Regions from separate parts of the Zea mays genome. Here regions 1 and 2 are each linked to region 3. The links are chromatin contacts, called in public Hi-C maps. All regions are on one chromosome and are shown on one strand. Each heading gives the region's core, a stretch centred on a gene start, on an enhancer-like site or on the middle of the called end of the contact. The rest is flanking DNA. Distances are from core to core; before and after follow the strand shown.

What was found. Hi-C and Micro-C count contacts between places; a contact is called where the count stands out from the background.
Region 1: a Hi-C map of leaf shows a contact between it and region 3, with 3 times the contacts expected there. The contact joins the promoter of LOC100276156 here to the promoter of LOC103626867 in region 3. A contact is called at or near these places in 2 of 25 Hi-C or Micro-C datasets (ear and leaf).
Region 2: a contact with region 3 is called in a Hi-C map of ear, with 2.8 times the contacts expected there. The contact joins the promoter of LOC100193966 here to the promoter of LOC103626867 in region 3. A contact is called at or near these places in 2 of 25 Hi-C or Micro-C datasets (ear and tassel).

What each region holds. Positions count from the first base shown.
Region 1 is chr5:126,636,708-126,640,510 of Zm-B73-REFERENCE-NAM-5.0, reverse strand. LOC100276156 reads left to right here and starts at 1,606. Exons shown (of 2, transcript NM_001150011.2): 1 at 1,606-1,744; 2 at 2,477-3,076. The coding sequence starts at 2,503. The coding sequence ends at 2,928.
Region 2 is chr5:126,594,486-126,598,654 of Zm-B73-REFERENCE-NAM-5.0, reverse strand. LOC100193966 (Mitotic spindle checkpoint protein BUBR1) reads left to right here and starts at 2,454. Exons shown (of 11, transcript NM_001359360.1): 1 at 2,454-2,722; 2 at 2,904-2,963; 3 at 3,082-3,226; 4 at 3,331-3,488; 5 at 4,023-4,101. The coding sequence starts at 2,508.
Region 3 is chr5:126,922,524-126,926,348 of Zm-B73-REFERENCE-NAM-5.0, reverse strand. LOC103626867 reads left to right here and starts at 1,629. Exons shown (of 3, transcript XM_020538080.2): 1 at 1,629-1,862; 2 at 1,969-2,187; 3 at 2,492-2,895. The coding sequence starts at 1,629. The coding sequence ends at 2,701.

The sequences.
Region 1 (3,803 bases), core at 357-2,856, 290 kb after region 3:
GCACTCAATGTGTACGAGCTTACCCAACAATTGTATTAGAAATGATACCTTGGGATGGATGTAAAGCTAAGCAAATTGCTTAGGTTTTGGCGAAATTATTTCCTTCCTTAGGGCTACTTTGGTAACCTCAAATTCTCTTCGGGATTGGTGGGAATTGAGGTGAAAATGAACTAATTTTCTCTTCAATCCCCTTTAATCCCGAAGAGAATTTGAGTTTCCAAACTAGCCCTTAGAAGGGATTAATGGAATGATGTTATTGTCACATGTACCTAATGACAGAAATAGAGTGCAAGCTAAGGGGCGGAGCTGTGTTAAACCCAATGGACGTAGCAGTTTTTACTGTTTCTCTATGGATGAACAGCTATTTTTAATTCCAAACTGCACCACCCACCACATTCTAACACGCAGTGTGATTTGCCTTTGCTATGTACTACCATCTCTATTTGCTTTTATTTGACGTTGGATAGTACAAATTTACACTAGGAAATGTTAAATAAAAAAACCGAAGGGGTGCTTTTTTTACTGTTTATGCATGATTAGTGACTAGCCCGGCTGATATTTCGATCCAAGTGGGTGCTTTTTTACCACATATCAAGTAGACAAGTAGCTAGTTACATAATTGTGTTTGCCAATGATTCTATGAGCCGGGGCCTGCAGTAATATTTATTCTTATCATGTTTTGTTGACAAATCATAGAAACATGACAGACAATAGCAAGAAGGCGACGGTGTAAATGATAAAATATCAATTATTCCGGGGCCTGTTACTTTATTATTATTATGTTGTGTTACTGCATGATGCTTATCCTATTAGCCGATATATCAAGTAATACGGATTATGTTCTTTTAGAGCAACTCCAAAAGAATGTTAAAAATTTTACCCCAAAAATTGATTATTAAGAGCAGGCTAAATTTTTTTAAGAGTGAAACTCCAACAGTTCCTTTAAATGTGACATGTGGCGCAATCTGTACAGTCGTCGGGAGGCCGTAGATGATCTGATACGTTGAGGAATGGATTGTGGAGAGATGAAACACACCAAAATATGAGGGAGAGGAGGCTGTGGATGCGGGACGCTAATTTTTTGGGAAGAATGAGAGAGCTGTTGGAGTAAGAAAAACCATTATTTTTTACTAATATCTGTTTTAGGGTTAGTTTACACGTTCTTTTGGAGTTGCTCTTATTGATATTAGGATGACCGTAATGGTGCCCTTAAGCCGTAATGGTTGTCTCTAAAGAACATACTAAATTTTGGGGCAGATTTTTTATCCCTAAATTTAGGGTGTTCTATGTCTATTTCTCCTAAAAATTTATACTTTAAACTACGAATGAAATAAGTTAAACAAAAAGTTATGTATGCACGCATAATTTTAAATATATTAGAAATTGTGTATAGAGGATAAATTTATAGTGAATCCTGCGGAAGCTAGGATTTAGGGGATGGAACATTTTAGAGAATGGTGAAAAAAAATAGGATTTAGGAAGACGATATAGAAGAAACACTGCCGATTGCCCTATCTGTTTCACAAATAAATAATAATATGAGATGGAAACCCATGACCATAAGGTATATCTGGGCCGAGGCATATCTATATACAACTGGAGCAGCCCACAGGCCACAACGATTCTCGTCGGTCGTTCTGTGCCCTATCCGTCGTCGGCTATCGCAACAGCAGCGCCTCTTCCCTGTCGCCCTGACTCCTCCCTAGCAGCAGAAAACCGGCGGCAAGTCTTCGGTGGCGGCGAGGTGTGTTCAATTCCTCCGCTCTCATCCCTCACACGGTCTGATTTCTTCCCCTTCCCTGCGTGCAAAGAGCCAGGAAAGAGTGGCAGATCGGCAGTACCTGCCTACCTGGAATCGGTGGCTCAACGGCTCCCATCGCTTCGTGCTTCTCCCATCCATGTGCTCCATGCCAGATCCCGCCTCTCCCACCCATCTCCCACCTTGCTCTAATCCCATGCGTATCTACGAATCGGCTATGCTCGAATCCCTCTCCACCCCCTTCTTCTGTTGATCCAATTCACATCTGCTGCTGTGTGTCATCTTCAATCCCCCTCCCAATCTGCTGCTGTAGCTACTCGTATGAACTGCTGGGAATCTGTACCCCGTATTATTTTTAAAAGAAATTAGTTTGCATTGTGCTCGACTGCTTGTTACATGTGGTGGGCGTATATACATTCATCTGCTGTGCCATGTGCTCTGTTGCTGCCTCTGCTTGGGAGAAGAGTAGATCAGATTGTCCACAAGTTGTGCTACTCAATCCATATTACTGTATAAGGATCCGAAATTGTATTTCTTACATTTATTAAAATGCAACTCATTCCTGTCATTATACTTCTTTATATGCATATGCGCCATACTAATTGATGATTTGAAATAGTAGGTGTGTCCGCATATCTGTTGGTGCTGGTACTTAACAAGTTAACATGTGATGGTACTGCTTTAGTAAACTGGCTCACTTTAATTGTCTTTCAACAGGGAAGGCCAAGGCTTTGCCTGAGAGAATGCAAGACCCAAGGGATGATGATTTCTTGGCGCCAAAGTTGCATAAGAAGAAGGTTGTCTACCGGCCGCAGCCATCAGGCCATCTGAAGGGTGAACCTGAACTGTTGCGGAGAGAGTTTCCGCAATCATCAGGCATGGTCCAAAAGCCACCCAAAAGAAGCTTGAAGGGTGAGCCTCGCACGCCCCCTTCCGACAGGGGGACCCCGGATTCCCTGCCGGAATCTGGTCCTACCGACGAATACCGTGCGTTAAGGAGGAAGTACCTGATGCTGGAGGAAGAGAACTTTGCACTGGACAAAGAACTGAGCATGGAAGATGAAGAAATGAAGGCCCTAGAGGATGAAAAGCTTGCACTGCTTGATCAGCTTGTTGTCTTGGAAGGCCTTGTCGAGCCATCCCAGTTGCAGTCTCAACCTAGGCCGTAAGGTGTTTTGGTTTATGTATAATCGTTGTCGTTCATTATAATTCAGCTACTAGTAGCTGTTATACTATCTGGGCTTAAACAGTGTGTAGAAACAGCATAGTAGACCTGTTACTTCTATCGGACATCGACGAATAAAAAAAACTCTTATGACTGTTTGCAGGGTTGACAACTTCTTAGTCCGTTTGTGTAAAGTAAGAAGAATTTAGTTGCGAAGGTAGTTCTGTGCAGATGAAGCCTTGTTGCGGCTTACCTGATGTTGAGCTCATGATGTGAAACAGGAACGATACACTTGTCTTCATACTTCTTGGATGGTACTACGAGGAAATAACATGGCTTTGGTTACTGTCATAACCAAGGTTTTTTGTACTTAATTCTGAATTATGTTTTTGGGTTTTCTCTATACATATTTTATGTAATGCACTTAGATGCACTATCGGTGTGCTTGGTTGCCGTGTAGTAGCAGCCTTTTCCGACTTAGCCAGCACCGAGCACCTGAGGATTCAGGCTCATTTGGTCCGGCTAATTTCATGCAATAGACTTTTGTTTGGTTATTGTATTAGTGCATTTAGGCTAAATACAAGTGTTGTTTGGTTGTCAACATCAAGAATAAAGATCCGATAGAATAAACAAAATAAATCTCTAAAATTTATATAGCAAGTGTAATCTAGTTTTGTTCGTAAAAATGCTAAGAACATAAATTTAAAATTGGTTTAGCGATTGAAAATTTCAAGTGAGATCTATGACGAAAAACAAAATAAAATATGATTTAGAAATGCCTGTCCAAGCTTCAGGTGCATGCACACAGCCTGCATCTCTAGATACGCTCGTCGAGCGCAGACGAGCCTGACGGGCAAGCATTGCTTGCATGCGTAGAAC
Region 2 (4,169 bases), core at 1,205-3,704, 330 kb after region 3:
CAAGTTCATACAAGTTCTCAAGCTCAATACAACACACAATGGAGTAGGGTATTACGCTCCGGCGGCCCGAACCACTCTAAACCCTTGTGTGTTCTTGTGTTCTTCTCGATTCCATCTAGCAGGCAAAATGCTTAGGCCTCCTCCTCATCTTAGGATTTAGGGCGGGTGCGTTTCTCCACCCGGCTGGAGAATTTCCTCTCCGATAGTGTGTTTGGATGGGATTCATTTAAAATAGAGCGGCTCCATCCTAATTTATGAAAATGTAGTCGTTTGATTTTGTATTTGACAAGCAGAACATAGCCGCTTTATTTTTTTGATTGAAGAGTAGAAAAAAGCGGAAATACTCCATTCTTTGTTTGGTTGGAGAACCATATGAGTAAGGATGACAATGGATTGGGTTTAGGTCGAGTGGAGCAAAAACCCGCCTGTGATCACACCCGTAAAGTCCACCTAAACTGAGCTTGCGATTACACCCACGGGTGCAATTCCAAACCCGTACTCGAACTCGTCGGGTTTCAGGTGGGTTTCGGGTCACCCGCGGGTTTTTACTCAATGTACAATTTTAGTTAATAATTCGGCTATAGGCAATTAAATCTCTACTATATTTAAAGCACCAGTTTTAATGGTCATCCTGCGTCATCTTTTTACAAATAACACCTCATAGCTATTTCAAATTAACAATTAACCCGTTGCACGCCCGTCCGGCTGACGTCCCAAAATACACCTCCACATATAGATGGCCAAACGGCGGCCCGGCATGGGCCAGACGCCCGCAGGCCACAGATCTGGCCCAGACACGTCATGCCGGCCTGCTAACTGTGCCGGGTCGAGCCATTAGCTCATCGACCCATTTGATTAAATCAGCGTAAAATGTTAAAAAATAATGCAAGAGGTGGGGTTCGAACCCATGGCCTGATAGAAGAAGGATTTGAGACACTGTGTGAAGCTGTCTAATTAGTAGAACATCATGCTCAAATATTTTTAATATTGAATATAAATTGTATATATGTATATACGTTTTTTAAAATAAAAAATATAATCGTGTCGGGTTGGGCCAATACTATGGGCTGAGGCTACAACTCAAGCACATCACGGCGTTCTTGGCTCTTGTAAGCATTAGGTCGTTTCTGAGACCACATTGGCGCAATGGACTCCATGGTGTTTGAGGTTGCTGAATTGGATGGAGCAACAATGATGTGCCACACTAACAGTAAAATGAAAGGTTATTTGTTGGTTCTAAACGTTAGTAATTGCTACGAAGTAGCATAATTTATATGGAACACATCCAGTTTTTATTGATGCCTGACTTTAGCAACCACTCTATATTTTGATCTATCTTTTTTATAAGTTTGAGTTCATGTGACTTATTTTAGAAACTTGAGCTTACAAACTTTCTCTTATTTGGTCTCTGTATATAGGAATTATGTCATTCTATAATCTATGTTCGTTCAGTCAGTCGTTATGAACTCTCTTATAATCGCTCATTTCATTGGTTGTGTTGTACCAAGACATACTGGATGGAGTAAACAATAACATCAGTTAGCCAAATCAAAAAAACATTATACGGAGAGCAGAGACAAATAATAAAAAATCTTGATATTTTTATGGATTTACGTGGGTATTGTTGTAAGCCGTCGCAACGCACGGGTAACCGACTAGTATTAGTAATAATTGAGTTATATCTATGAATTTTAAGCCTTCTCACGTTGAGCGCAACAAAATATTTAATGAATAATTAGCCAACCTACTTATTCAAAAATAATTACTATTGTATTGTATCATAAGTAGTATTGTGCAAATTAAAGAATGATCCAAATTTTGTGTCGGGTGTGGGTCACCCATGGTTGAAATAGAAACCTGCATAACACTCGTGAAACTTTGAGTCGAGTCTGGGGTGCACTCACGGGTTAAAATTTTTACCTGTACCCGCACCCGTCGGGTTGGGTACGTGTCGAGTTTCGGGTTTGCGGGTTAAATTGCCATCCCTACATAAAAGTGTAGGGGGGAGGAAAGACATGAGTATGCTCACATCCGATCGTTTTGATGGAGCAGAGACATCTCAATTATTTATGATATATTTTTATACGGAGACTATAAGAGTCGCTTTACTCTCTTTCATTAGAAACCAAACATCTACAAAAAATAGAACTGGATTGGTTCCATTCGCATCCACTCTTTTACCAAACACATCCTAATATATGTACTTGGTGGAGTAATTTAGTCCTCGTTTCATGGTTGCTTTTTTTTTTTTTTGCTAAAATTTACGCTTCTCATGGCATACAGCCAGTTGAATTTGTTCCAGCCAAGCAAAACATAGCTGGGCTATTTTGAGTACAAACCGGCCCAAATAAAACATGGGATTAACTAAAAGCCTACGGCCCAAACTTTTCGCAAAGCTTCACCGTTTAAAACCGAAACCTGACCTGCGGGCTGCAGCAGCGTCCGCTCCAAAACGCAACGGTCGAATCTCCTCGAATTCGAATTGCAGCCGGTGCCACCCACCTCACATGGCGGCGGCGGAAGAGATGATGGCGGTGCTGGACAAGGAGACGCTGGCGCTGATGGGTCTGGGCAACGCCGCCGCCGCGGTGGTTGCCGAGTGCGAGAAGTTCAAGGAGAACGCGAGGCCGCTCAAGCGCGGGCGCGACGTGTCCAAACTCAACCACGCGCTCAAGGCACACGCCGATCCCGCCCAGCGCGCCACTCTTCTCGAAGCCCGAAAGTACGTTTCCTTCTCCAGTCTTTCGCCCAGCAATGGGGGAAAAGGAGTTGTGGTTTTGTAACTTTTGTTTGCTCTGGATTTCTTTTTCTTGGGCCTGGGTCTGTGGGGAGGAGACAAGTTGCTGCAGTAATGCAAATATATATCATGTGTGTTCATCGTTCGGTTCATTTGCTTGATCCAGGAAGCTGATTGAGGCAATCTACGAGTACCAAGGCGAGGATCCGCTCCAACCGTGGCTGGAGTAAGTTTTTCTCATAGCCCCTTTAACTCGCCTTTTTCGATTTCTTGGTTCGTGCCAGGACTGGTAGCTGTTCTAGCAGATAGATTGTTCATTTCTTCTCTGATTCGTCCGCGTGCAGCTGCATCAAGTGGGTGCAGGAGTATTTTCCGACCGGCGGCGAGTGCTCAGGGTTGGTGGTGTTGTACGAGCAGTGCGTGCGGACCTTATTGGACGACGAGCGCTACAAGGACGACCTCCGCTTCCTCAAAGTGTGGCTGGAATACGTGAGTGATGCTTTGCCAGCTTGATTGTTTTTCTCTGTAGTTTGTGTCAGTGCAGTGGAGGCACCTCATATATCATTCCGCTGCCGATCTTGTCCTTTTTGCAGGCGGGGAACTGTGCTGATGCTGAGGTAATATACAGGTTCCTGGAGGCCAACCAGATTGGGCAGGGCCATGCGATCTACTACATGTCTTACGCATCGTTGCTGGAGTCAAAGAACAAGTTGAGGAAAGCTAATGAGATCTTTGACCTTGGTATAGCTAGGTGAGATTTTCTTTAGATCAGCACGTTTGTTCATATAAAGCTCCTGAGTTTTAAATTGTTAGGTAGATCATGCTGTTGTACTATATATCCGATCCAAAAATTGTGTCCTATAATGGACATGGAGTACATATATGCTCCTGTGTTTGATTTTCGTACATAACAAGAGTCAATGATGGTACAAAAATGAGGCTGATGTTATACTGAATCAGTTTTCCTTCTTTGTTTTATTTTCATGATCACTTCTAATTTGATACATTCTAACGAATTAGAAATAAAAAGTTCCTTTTAGTTTCTAGTTCGCAAACGTAAAATGAAAAAAAAATCTCAGTCTTCTACTTCCTATTCTTTAAGATTTGACACTCCTTTGACTAGTTATGCCACTATCTTCTTGTAAATGATACAACACTCGGAATTGTTTTACTTATCATGGTTTCTGCTTACCTCTTTTGTTATGGTTAGTTGTGCATTGGTTTTAATACTTGATTAATCCATGTGAATGTATGAAGTTTCTTATATTCGATTTTTTATTGTCAGAAAAGCGAAGCCTCTGGAGAAGTTGGAAGCTGTATACAGGGCATTTCTTCGAAGATCAATCAAAAAGAGGGAACAAGAGGTTTGCTATTCAAATTACAGCAGTGTTTATTTATCTTGAAGCCAATACCTCAGTTGAATGACTTCTTT
Region 3 (3,825 bases), core at 380-2,879:
CTGGACTGCACGAGCGTATGCACTTTAGCTGGAAATGGCCTGCACGGACTCCGGGTGCGAGCGGGTGTTTTTCACTATTCAGCCTGCATGCGTGGAGAAGCTGGAAATGGCCTTCGCTGGGGGACTAGGCCCGCACCAGCCAGGCACGCGACGTATAGGCAACCAATCAGGCCGTACGTGGTTGGTGGCAATCAAACATGAGACCTTACCCTCACGAGTAGCCTCCTCTCCCACTCCACCCATCACTTACTTTGTATCTAGATTGTAGCTTTGTTACCCACATATTAAAACTAATTAGGTGTAAATTGATTGTTTTGGGTCGTAAACTAATTCAAGCGAAAAAGTTGTTAACTACAAAGTTCAATAACTTTTTAAGTTCTACACCAATTATTTTAGTACCTTTTCCATCCGAGATCATTTGCAGAATTTACATTTTAAATTTGAAAAAATTCATATGCAATTTTGAGAGCCTAGATGATTTCAAATGAAAAAGTTGTCAACTACAAAATTTCATAACTTTTGGAGATCTACAACTTTTTTGGTTGATTTTTCATATGAATTCATTTGAAAAACTAAAAAATCTAGGATAAAATGATTTCTACTAGCGGTTCTTAAAAAACTGCCAATAGAAATCATATTTATATTGTTGGTTTCAAAAGAAAACCGCTAGCAGAAATCATGGAATTGTACTGGCAGTTTTCTTTAGGACCTGTTAGTACAAATATGATTTATACTTTCAGTTTTTTAAGAAAACCGTCAGTGCAAAGTTGTTTCCACTTGTCATTCTTAAGTCGGGCCGACCACTTTATTTTTATTGACGCTAGATAATCAAAACCGCACGTAGAAATTAGACCTTACCATAGGCATAAGCTTTTTTGTACTAGTGTGTAGCATAAAACTCAAAGAGTTGTAAACACTATTCGCTTTGGATTAAAGACAGTTATTTAGACTGTTGCGGCTGTAATTCATAGAGACAAAATATTGTAGAAGTAGTAGAAGTCGGTATGGATTAAAGTCGAGATATCCGTCCGTAGCATACAAAGAGTTGTAGACAATGATATTTTATGTCATTAGTAACGACTAGGATAAAAATGAAAAAAAAAACTTAATGGGCCAAGACATCTATTTGGAGATCTGGTTATTTTTGGAAGGCATATAATCACCACACCAGGTCATTGCTACCCAGCCATGCACATGTGCTTCACGCCCTTTTGGCAGTTGTTTCCAGTTTTTCTTTTTTTCCCCCGCCTTGAGACAAATTTTAAATTTGCACACACATTTCACACACTACAAAATTTTCGTGGCAACATTGCACACAAATCCACCATCATTTAATACGTCCGTTATTACTACTATACTATATCTCTAAGATCTCAGATCCCAATCCATCCTGTGTTTGTAGGAAAATAAGGATAAAGGCAGAAGAGTGGTGGTGGTCTCTGAAATCTCAATCTGCCTCGCTCTCCATCTCCATCTATCGACCATCCGAGGTGCAGGTTGGTGAAATTTCTTCAGTCTGCTAAATTTCTTCGCTTCTTACTTAGTAGCATGGTTTGCATTTTTAGTATGTCTTTAGGTACGGTGTCTGCTCACCATGCTTGCTGTACTTTCCATCCAGGGCAGCAGAAATGGTGAGCCTGAGGGAGATGGCTCGGTCCGATGCGGAGCGTGCCCCACCAGCGTGGCTGCGTGCGCTGCTAGAGACCAGGTTCTTCGATGCATGCCCAGAGCACCAAGCCAACGACGCCGGCCGCGCTAACAGGAAAAGAACCAGCGGCTGCAACTTCCTGTGCACTCACTGTGCCGACCGGGCCCTCTGCTCTGGCTGCCTCGGCAACCATGAAGGTCATGGACTTATCCAGGTACGTACACAGCTAGGACCACTCTGTCGTGGCAAAAGTGTGTGGATTAGTTCCGATCTTTAGGCACGGTGTCACTGCTCTTGCTTGCTTTGTGTGTGAGGTGCAGATCCGGAGGTCGTCAGGCAACAACGTTGTGAAGGTCGATGATGTTCAGAATCGGCTGAGCGTGTCACTGGTGCAGACCTACGTCTACAACGGAGACTATGCTGTGTTCCTGAACAGGCGACCCATGTCGGGTCACGGAAAGCATGGCGCGTCTCACTGTGAGCAGTGCGGAAGGGGACTCCAGGATGAGGACTGCCGCTTCTGCTCACTCGAGTGCAAGGTGAGACACATCTTGCTCAATTCATGCTGCAAGATTTTTATGCATGCATGTGTAGGAGTTGCTAGATTTCAAGTCTTCAATTCAGCATCCATGTTATATGTAGAAATGATATATGGTGGTTGGTTGATGAATCGAGGGAACACCATGGCAATCTGTAAACGATCTTCTTCTAAATTGTGTGCTCATGTATGCTTGCTAGCTAGATATTGTGTGCAACTTCCAGTGCCACAGATGTACCTGCTGGCGATGCCTTGCTTCTTTATTTCATTCATTCTAATTTTCCATCGTCGTCGTTATATATCAGGCTAAAGGAATAGAGGACCGTCTTGATTTCAGCGTGTCATTCGCTGTCGATCCAAACAACTTCAGCAGCTCTGGAGATGACACTGAATCAGACGACGATGAAGACTCATCCTACCCATCCAAGTTTCAAAAGCTGGAAACTATACCAGCATCATCTAGCAAGCCAGTTGCCTCTGGAGGACAGCACTCTATAGGTAAAAAGCAATATTGAGATCAATGCCAAGATCTACACTATCTTGGCAAATGGAGGATCACTAGGTCGTCATCCTACAGTGGTGATCCTACAGATAATGCTTGCAAACAGTATCCATGGACAATGCCATTCGCATATGCATGAACTAATCTCGAAACTTGGAATGTTTAGACATGGTTCAAAACATGGTTTGTGGGATGTTTTACTTTTAACTTCCTTGAGTTTGATAGTTTGATTGTTCTTGTGTCATACATCCAATTCGTGTCTTGATATTTTGTTGCTAATCTTTCTTTGGAATCAAACGTATGGTCATTATGTAGTATATAGAGAAAAGAATGCGGCACCAATGGCGTGCGGCACATATTATGACGTTTTAACTTGATCAAGATAGAACAAAGTCATGAGAAGGTAAGCAATTACATAAAATTCATTACTTTCTCTCATTCGGTGCATGGGCTAATAATTATGATTCTTGTGCTGCATCTATCCATGTTGATTTAGTCATATATACATGTGCATGGTTTTTAGTTTGTGTTATGTGGCAAACCATTTCTTATAGTGTGGTTCACCATTATATTGTTGTATCTATTTGCATGCCAATATTAAGTAGTACAAGATTCATCTCATCTTGTGCTCAAGATTGGACTTGGTCTACAATAGTAACGAATGCTTTCACAAGACCTTTGATTGCTATAAGTGCCCATGTTTTGGCATGCTCTCTTTTGCCGATGATTTTGAATCTTAATAAACACACTGGTTGAATCTTCCACTAAGCACACAATCTCACAAAGAGAGATGTAGAGAGTTTCACAAGGTATAGAATTAGCAACCATAAAAGGAGAGGCTTTGGGTTCTTAAAACCTCCACTCAGAAACTAGCTATTGGAATATTGGAATTTTCGTCGATTGTTGGAACTTTCGACTAACATTCGATTATTTTTTGTCATTGGAGGAACTTTACTTGTAGTTGACAACACAACCTAGGCTAAAGGGTACGCATTGATGGTTAGGTGGTTGGATGTGGAAGGCAAGGAAATAACTTCTTTTACATTTCATTGTTTTGGTTGACCATCTCAAACTTAAAGGCCCATGATTCTTTTTATTCTTAAACAAATATCAAAACAAGAAGTGTGATTGAACAAT